2 separate regions of the Mus musculus genome follow, and region 1 is linked to region 2. The links are chromatin contacts, called in public Hi-C maps. All regions are on one chromosome and are shown on one strand. The core of a region is the stretch at or near the end of the contact, and the rest is flanking DNA. Distances in the headings are between cores, read along the strand shown. Region 1 holds the start of Ror2 (receptor tyrosine kinase-like orphan receptor 2). Region 2 has its middle 63 kb from the start of Syk.

Region 1 (3,997 bases), core at 717-3,216, 630 kb after region 2:
GTTATCTATCGACTAGACTAGCAAACAATCCAGAAACAAGAGAAACAAAGTCTTTCTAGAGATTACAGTTCCATTTCACTAGCAAAGATAAATTACCCCCACAGATGGGGGGGGGGGGGGCTGGTGGCTTTCTTCATCAGACGCGATTATCCTTCCTACCCAAGTGAAGGCAGTCCTCAAACTGATACATTCAAAATGCAAGTAGGCCTTTCTACTCTGGTTACAAAATTGACTTTAAGCAACCAAGGCTCCTGCCCCCTTACCATAGCGGATCCTGTGCCCCCACCCCAGCTACACCTCAAGACACCCCAAACCACAAGATTTGTAAGGGCCTGTGGCAAAGGCCAAAATCCCTATGGAGGCGACCAGTTTATAGCCCCTTAGTTTCAAAAGAATTTCTTGATGGTGGAGAAGGGGGAATTCTTGCGGGGCGGGCAGTTTGGTAATGACATTAATTTAAGATACAGGGCACTCTCATTCTGCAATCAGCGGTTCCTGCTTTCGGGGATAGGTGTATCAATGCAAATCAAGAGATCAGAAACGGTAAATACCATCAGCATCGGTTTAAACCCAAACGCCCTCCTGGAAGGTTGCTCAGCATTTCCTTCCTTCTTTGGACCCGACACAAGAAAGCGCCCCCGCACAGCAGGACTTGGAAAGATCCCCAAGTCCTGCTGCCTGACTCTGCCCCTTAACTCTCACCTGCTTGCGGGAACACTGGGGGGCTGGGGAACACTGAAGTCACTGTCCCAGTAGGGCGCGTCTCACGCAGCTCAGAAACTTAGGGCAAACCTCAAGAGTCCCTGACCCTCCTGGGCCCGGAGGCCGTGCCTACCTTCAGCCGAGCCAACAGGCCGCGGGGATTCGGGCCACAGACCTGACGGCCAGTAGGTGCTCTAGGGTTTGCACTGGGAGGATCATCGCCTCTTCCTCCTCCGGCCACCACAGTCATTTCTACCCAGGTATCCTCCAAAAACACGTCTGTGCTCCTTGACAGGGTCTCCTGAGCCCTGATCAAGCCCACACAGAATCCTCCAGAGGTGGAAGAAACGCTCGAGAAAACACTACGAGGACAGGGGGAAGGGCACTTCCCCTTCAGCCTCGCAAATCAAATCCCGGGGCCAAGCCCCCAGCTAAGCAGGACCCACCAAACACCACTTTGGCCACCAATTTCAACAAAAGGGAAGCCAAGACCTTCGATCGTGCGTTCCCCACTGCCCCGGGGAAAAAAAAGACTAACTCAGGACCGCATCTGCCCCGGAGGCAGACAAGGTTCAAGGGATGCATGTGGACTGGAACGGCGGTGACCTGGGAAGAAACGATGGAGTCCAGGTCTTGGGTCACACAGAGCACGTCTACCGGTGCACATCTCGACTGTGATGTACTTAAGAAAAGCTCCCGGCCGCTGCCCACCCCGGCCTCTGGAAACACTTAGTGGTCCCTAGAGCGCAGCTCATTGGAACCAGCCCCAGGCGACTGAGGGCACGGGCCCAAGCTGGCGCCGAGCGCGCGAAGCATGGCCTTGCCTGGCGCCCCTCGATCGAGAGCACCGGCGCCCGCGCGGCGGCCGAGAGAGTGGTGGAAGAGCGGGCAATGCTCGGAGGGCGCACGCAGGGTCCTTACCTGCCGTCCAGGGTGTCCAGAGCAGGAGCGCCGCAGCCGTCCAGACGGCCCGGGCGCACAGAGGCACACGGCTCGGCCGCACCCAGCCCCGAGCCATGCTGCGGGCCGTGGGTGCCCGGTCGCCTACCGCGCGCTCGGCCTTTGGGCTTCGGGCCGGGGCGCCTCAACCCCTCCCCGCCACGCGTCCGCTTCTTCCTTCCTCGCGCTTCGCAGGCTGGTCCCCTTCGAGGGCCACTCTGGTGTCCCTTTTTCCCTGCCCCGATGCACCGATTCACTGCAGAGACTCTGGGGCTCGGGCACGGGCGTCCCGCCGGCCGCCGGGAAGAGCACAGGGGGGGCGGAACGCGGGCGGGCGCGCAGGAGGCAGGGTCCCCAGCTCGCCCGCCCCGATGGGCAGAGAGGCCGGCGCCGGCGCCCTCTGCCGGAGTGACTCAAGGGCAGCGACCCGAGTGAGCGGGAAGGAGCCGGGTCCGCCCCTGCGTCCAGGGAGCCGCCTGCAGCACCCGCCCTCCCGCCAGCGCCTCCGGGACTTCTAGGCACAAAGGTGGAGCCTCCGGTTCATCTGCTCTTGCAGCAGTGTTGCCACCCACCATCAGAAGCCTGGAAACTTGGGGACCTGGACCACACAAATCATTAACTAGGCGTCCCTTGATGAAGCCCCACGAGGGGAATTCAGTTGTCAGTTCTTCGAAATCCTGGGCCCAAAGTGAGAGATGAGGTATGGTCTTCGAACACAGATTTTCCAGAATATAGCCGGCTGCGTCCCCATGGGCGTCCTGCCAAGCCCCTTGGGAGGATCAGGACCCTCCGGGAATCTAGCAAAAAGTCAGCACACGCCCCATTAATGAGGGTAGTAGGATGGGAGCCAACCAAGGCTATGACAACAGCCAGCACACATCAGGGAAGTGAAGGGTCCTGGGGCAGAGCTTGAGCGAGGGGTCCTGGAGTATCCCAAGAACACACTGGAGACCAGGGCGTCGACAATGTATGTGTTAACGTGTATTTTCCTAATGAATGTTATGTGCCTTTGCACGGTAGTATCTTTCCTTTGTTCACCAACAGCCTAAACTTCTTCTGGGAAATATCACTTCAAATATTTGAAAGGAGGAGGCTGGGAGTTTAATTCAAGGTCTTCTACATATTAGGCAAACAGTTTGATCTACATCCCCAGCCTTTGTTGTTGCTGCTTTGAGATGTGCTCATTTTTATTTTACATGCATGTGTGAGTACCTGCGTGCATGGCTGTGACCTAGATGTGTGCAGTGACAGAGGAGGTCAGAAGAGGGCTTTACATCCCCTTAAGCTAAGGTTGCAGATGATTGTGAGCTTCGTTGGGAGTGCTGGGGACTGAACCAGGGTCCTCTGCAAGAGCAGTCGGTGCTCTTAACTGCTGAGCCAGCTGTCTCTCCAGCCCCGGCAGCATCACTCCTCTTTGACAGGGTGTTGCCAAGGACCAAGGTTGGTCTTATTTGGTTCAGTTGTTTTCATTGTTGTTGATGTTGTTTTTAAACAGAGGTACATGAATCCTAGACTAACTTCAAAGTTGTTATGTAGCCAAAGATAACCTCGAGTGTACCCTGCCTTTGCCTCCTGAGCGCTTGGATTGCAGGCATGTGCAGATGGTGCTGGAGACTGAGCCCAGAACCTCTCGAATGTTAGGCAAGCACTCACCCACGAAGGCATAGCTCCAGCCCCACATTTGGTTTTAATTGGGTTGCCTGTAGTCTTGGTTTTTTTATGACTTTAAGAGTTATTTGTAGCTAGTCACGGTGGCATGTGTCTTTGATGAACTTGGGAGGCAGAGGCAGGCAGAGCTCTGTGAGTCTGAGACCAGCCTGGGCTGCAGAATCAGCTCCAGGATATCCAGACCTACATAATGAGACAGACTCCAAAAAAAAAAGACAAAAATTTAAAAAGGGGGGGAGGGGAGAAAAAAAGAGAGAAAAAAAGAATTCTTAGTAACTTTTTAATACCAGGTAAAGATGGCACTGTTTTTGTCATTGTCAATCCACAACCCCACAGGGCTTCAGGTAGAGTAGCAGGACTCCCACCACAGACACATGCCCCAGTAGTCATGTTATCTGTTGCTATAGTTTGGAAACCTTCCCCTGTGCTGCAGGAGTGCACCCATATGAAGCCCAGACAGGTTACTGCCAAAGACCAAATTCACAAATAATTCCACCCAAGCCACTTATTGAGGGTTTCATTGCCATGAAACCAAGACCAGGGCAACTTTTATAAAGGAAACATTTAGTTCACGCTGACTTACAGGTTCAAGGGTTTCATCCATTATCGTAAACACCACAGCCTGCAGGCGGGCATGGTGCTGGAGCTGAGGATTCTACATCCGGATCCACAGGCAGCAGCAGGAGAC
Region 2 (3,990 bases), core at 116-2,615:
AGGGCCCATCATATGAATCTCAGCCCTGGAATATGCCGTCCCTGTAACACCAACCCAGCCTTCGGCCAGCCCTCCTGCACGTGTCATGGGGTATACCTGGGGGATGGGTCACACAGATAAGGACATCCTGAAGTAGGGTAGGTCACACAGATGATCATGAAGCAATGTCCAGAAGGTGGCCGTTGGCTCTTCTGGTTCATATCTTTTAGCCCGGACCATGTTAAATAAACACAAGCATTACCAGGAGGTCAGAGGATATGGGAGGAAGAAGAGGAAGACAAGAGCAGGAAGGGAGGGTCTATCATATCACCAAGCCCCTAACACAAAGATGAACGTGCCTGGCCAGTGGGCCCCTCTCTATGCTGGACAAGACCCCCCTCTTATCAATCACCAACTCAGAAAGTCAGTGCAACTTTTGGGGATTCGCCTGTCAGTGCTACTCTTCATGTGTCCAGTAGGTGGCAGCAGATCCTCGGACAGGACTGCCACGGGGGCCACAGGCAGGAAAGAGCTGCTTCCTCCTTAACAAAGTACCTGTTTTAACAAGAGTCAGCGCTGCCAAGTGGATACACGGCAGGAATCACATTCCAGCAGGTGCAGAAATAATATACAAGGAAGCAATTTCTAATCTTGGACATCAAAGTACTGCTGAGTGGGAATTTAAACGGATCTCTTTATTTACTCTTTTAAAAATCTACTCGGAGCCTAGGTGGCGGGTGGCTCAGTCGACAGACAGCTTGCCTAGTGTGCTTTAGTCTGAGTACTGAGTAAAAGCGGGTGTGTTCGCTTGCTGCTCTGCTACATAATCAACGCAAGGCCTGACTGGACCCTGTCTCAAAAGGGGGTTGGGGAGGAGAGTCCACTTTGCACAAAATCATGTCTGCTAGTTTGACATCAAAATAGAGTCATCTTGGTGGCTTTGATTGGCAACGGTGGGGTGCAGACTAAGCGAGAAGCCTGTTGGTCTCTGCTCCAGTGTCTCTTGATTACTGGAACCTCGGGACCTTTCCCAGGAAGCCAGTGGTTTCAAGGACGACACGAATGCTCAGCCTTGCTAATGGCACTCAGATAACCTGGGATTTTGACCAAGGGAGAGCGGTTTGAAAACCAAACTGTGACTGACTCATGAGTTATTCCAGACTAGAAGATTCCTGCTTACAGCATCCGGGAGCCAGGGAGAAGCTATTCAAGCCCAGCCTGTGCTTTCCAGGCAAGGGCGTAGCATTGTGCACATTTGAGATGCTTTCGGATGGGCATAGGTGAAGACCCTGGCTCCAGGCTCTGCCCTGCCTCCACCTGGTCCTTCTCCCCGTCCCAGTACCTTCTCACGCCCAGGCATGCTAGCTGTGTTGAGAAAAACCGCAAGACAGGGACAGCTAATGTCTCTCCTTGATTTTGAGACATGAGTCAAAACCAACGATGAGCAATCCTCCTGACACAACCAAGAAAATATCTGAGAAATGCCAGAAAGATCGACAGGGCTTGGGTGGTGCAGAAATGTGTCTGTTTGCACAGGCTCTTCCTTTTGCTAACTGCGATCAGGGCCTAATGATGGTGCCAGGAGGGAGAAGGGGGCTAACCTGAGCACATTGCCAGGAAGCCAAGCTTACTATTCAGTGCTTTGAATAATCATGACTACCCCGGAGATTCTCCTTGGGACTTAGATATCCTGAATTAACATCATCTGTCTGGAGCTGTCTCTCTCGTGGCTCCCGGTTTGGGGGCAGTGGTCCATGAAGGGCCCATGGAGGGAAGAGAAGCTCAGTCACCAAGAGACAAAACAGATGGAGAATCCTGTTCCCATCGTGGGAAGATAAAGAAAGCACTGGCCCAGAGGCCGCCATGAGCTTCAAAGGCCCACCCCCACAACCTGATTCTCCCAGCTGGACCCCGCCTCCTCCTAAAAGCTCCATGTCCCCTCTCAACAGTACCACCACCTGGGATCAATACTGGGAATTCCCATGGGAGACATCCGAGATTAAAACCCTAGGGATCCCAGATCAGAGATCAAAGAGTGGACATGGGATGGTGCCACTCACTGGAATCCCTAGTGGCACGTTGGCAACATCTTTCTTTTTTCCCCATTCTTCTGACTGAATGCTCTGCTTGGCTTGAAATCTTAGTGCCAGAGGGAAGGAGATAGTTCCAGCACAGAGCAAGAACTCGGCTGCACGGAAGTGGATATGAAGACTTGATCTGACCCCTTTGGGATCCTTCATAATTCTGAGTTAAAAGTGAGTTACTGTCGGTGTCTGCTTTAATGTCCCAAGAGAAAATAAAGTAGGTTATCGCAAAGGAGGTGGTAAGGAGTCTGCCTGCAGCACAGGAGGACCCACAATGCATCGCAACATTACCATGCCTTGCACACAAAGTCAAGGACTACGGCGATGCACTATAATAAAATTATCTCTTATATTCTACAAGACTGGAACTTCTGCTGGACCTCACAGCCAGAGTTAATAATGCACCTTGAGGTCACTTAAGACTTAAGGCTGCTATCCTACTGTGGACTCAAACTGTTTGTTTAGTCTGCCTCTAAGAGAACACTGTAATAACCAAGCTTGCTTGCCTAGGATTTCCCATGTAATCAGCTTTTACAACCGAAGCTAATGCATAGCTGCAATCTTAAGTTATGCACTCTTCTATGCCCCCAACCTGGAACAAGGCATATGTATCATTTGCTTTAAACAGCAAACACAGAAGTTGAAGGCAACTTCTTAAAATCTATCCTACAGGTGGATGGCATCCACTTATGGACGCTGGCCAATAAGCAGTGATGTTTGTTGTCTGAGACAGTTAGGACCAGTTGGAGCCAGTGACTTCATCCCTTATAAAACCTCCGTTAAAGATTTCTGAAAAGAATCCCATTCCTTCCCCGAGAGATGCTTTCCATGACTCTCAATAAAGGCAGAGCAAAGGCCTGTGTTAGGTAGAACAGTCACGCCACTCACAGACACAGAGACAGACACAGCCATGTGACAGATACAGGGAACGATCCGAAGGATAGCCTTCAGTCAGGCACAGGCTTGGACTCATGTAGACAGAAGACAGAAGGCCTAGGGAGCATGGAGTGGAGAATTTGAATCTGAAATCCCTCTTGGCTAAATGACTCCAAGGGCAAGAGCTTTTCTTTCTTTCCTCAATGTGATACTGACACATTATTGGTGGCTTGCAGCTAACCACGAACCTGTTTAATCTGCCCAAAGGACAGAAACCCAACTCAAGTCAGATTCTGGGGTCTAGATCCTTTAGGAAAGATGGCGTGGATCACCCCACAAGGCAGTGATGAGGTAGAGCGGCTTGGAGACTGAGAGGGGAAAGCAGAAGAGGCGGTGAGGCAGCTGTAGCCTTCAGACAGGTCCAGGTCCAAGAGCTGGCTATATCCAATGGCTATGGATATGCTTGTGTGTCAACACAATAAAACGCTCTGCTTCCTTCTCTTAAATGACAGCACACAACATGCCAACTTTACATAAGAATTTGAGTGGTGGTAAGTGTTACAGTTGGGGTGGCCAAGGTGCTACATTAGAATCGCCAGGGAAGAAAGTCTCAATGTGGAGGTTTCTAAATAGATTGACCTGTGGGAATGTCTATGGAAGATTATCTTGATTGCTTTAATTCATGGTGAAAATCCAGCCTGAAAATGGGTTTGGGTTGTGTATAAGAGTGGCGAAGGTCATCTGAGAAGCAGCCAGGCATGGATTTGCTGTCTTGACCTCACGATGTGACATGATATGACATGACTTCTCAGTTCCTACTGTCTTGACTTTATTTCCCTGTAACCTTGAGTAGTGAACTAGAATAACCACCCCCAAGTCTGTTTCCGTGATCAATCACCATGATCAAAGCATCTGGGGAGGAGAGGCTTATTTCAGCCTCTGTTCCACAGCACAGTGAGCCCCTGAGGGAAGCCTGGGCAGGGACTCAAGGCAGGAGTTGAAGCAGAGGCTGAGGAGGAACGATGCTTACGGGTTCGATCCCCTAGCTTGC

What was found. A called contact is a pair of places that touch in the nucleus more often than the background predicts.
Region 1: a Hi-C map of adipose-derived mesenchymal stem cells shows a contact between it and region 2, with 4 times the contacts expected there. The contact joins the promoter of Ror2 here to the enhancer-like site in region 2. A contact is called at or near these places in 6 of 39 promoter capture datasets (the 3T3-L1 cell line, cranial neural crest, embryonic stem cells and 2 more), 1 of 484 Hi-C or Micro-C datasets (adipose-derived mesenchymal stem cells), 1 of 115 datasets of contacts at active chromatin or transcription factors (pancreatic cancer cells) and 1 of 9 other capture datasets (adipose tissue).

The regions. Positions count from the first base shown.
Region 1 is chr13:53,284,158-53,288,154 of GRCm38.p6, forward strand. Ror2 (receptor tyrosine kinase-like orphan receptor 2) reads right to left here and starts at 1,967. Exons shown (of 9, transcript NM_013846.4): 1 at 1,624-1,967. The coding sequence starts at 1,720. Gm33574 (a long non-coding RNA gene) reads left to right here and starts at 2,024. Exons shown (of 3, transcript XR_382385.4): 1 at 2,024-2,341.
Region 2 is chr13:52,658,171-52,662,160 of GRCm38.p6, forward strand. No RefSeq gene overlaps it. Among named protein-coding and RNA genes, the nearest start is that of Syk, 63 kb to the left of the region's middle. Within about 2 kb of position 1,366, at least 60 of the 459 cell types and tissues checked have an H3K27ac peak or open chromatin away from gene starts, as enhancers often do. A contact at or near this core is called in adipose-derived mesenchymal stem cells and pancreatic cancer cells, where this site is marked.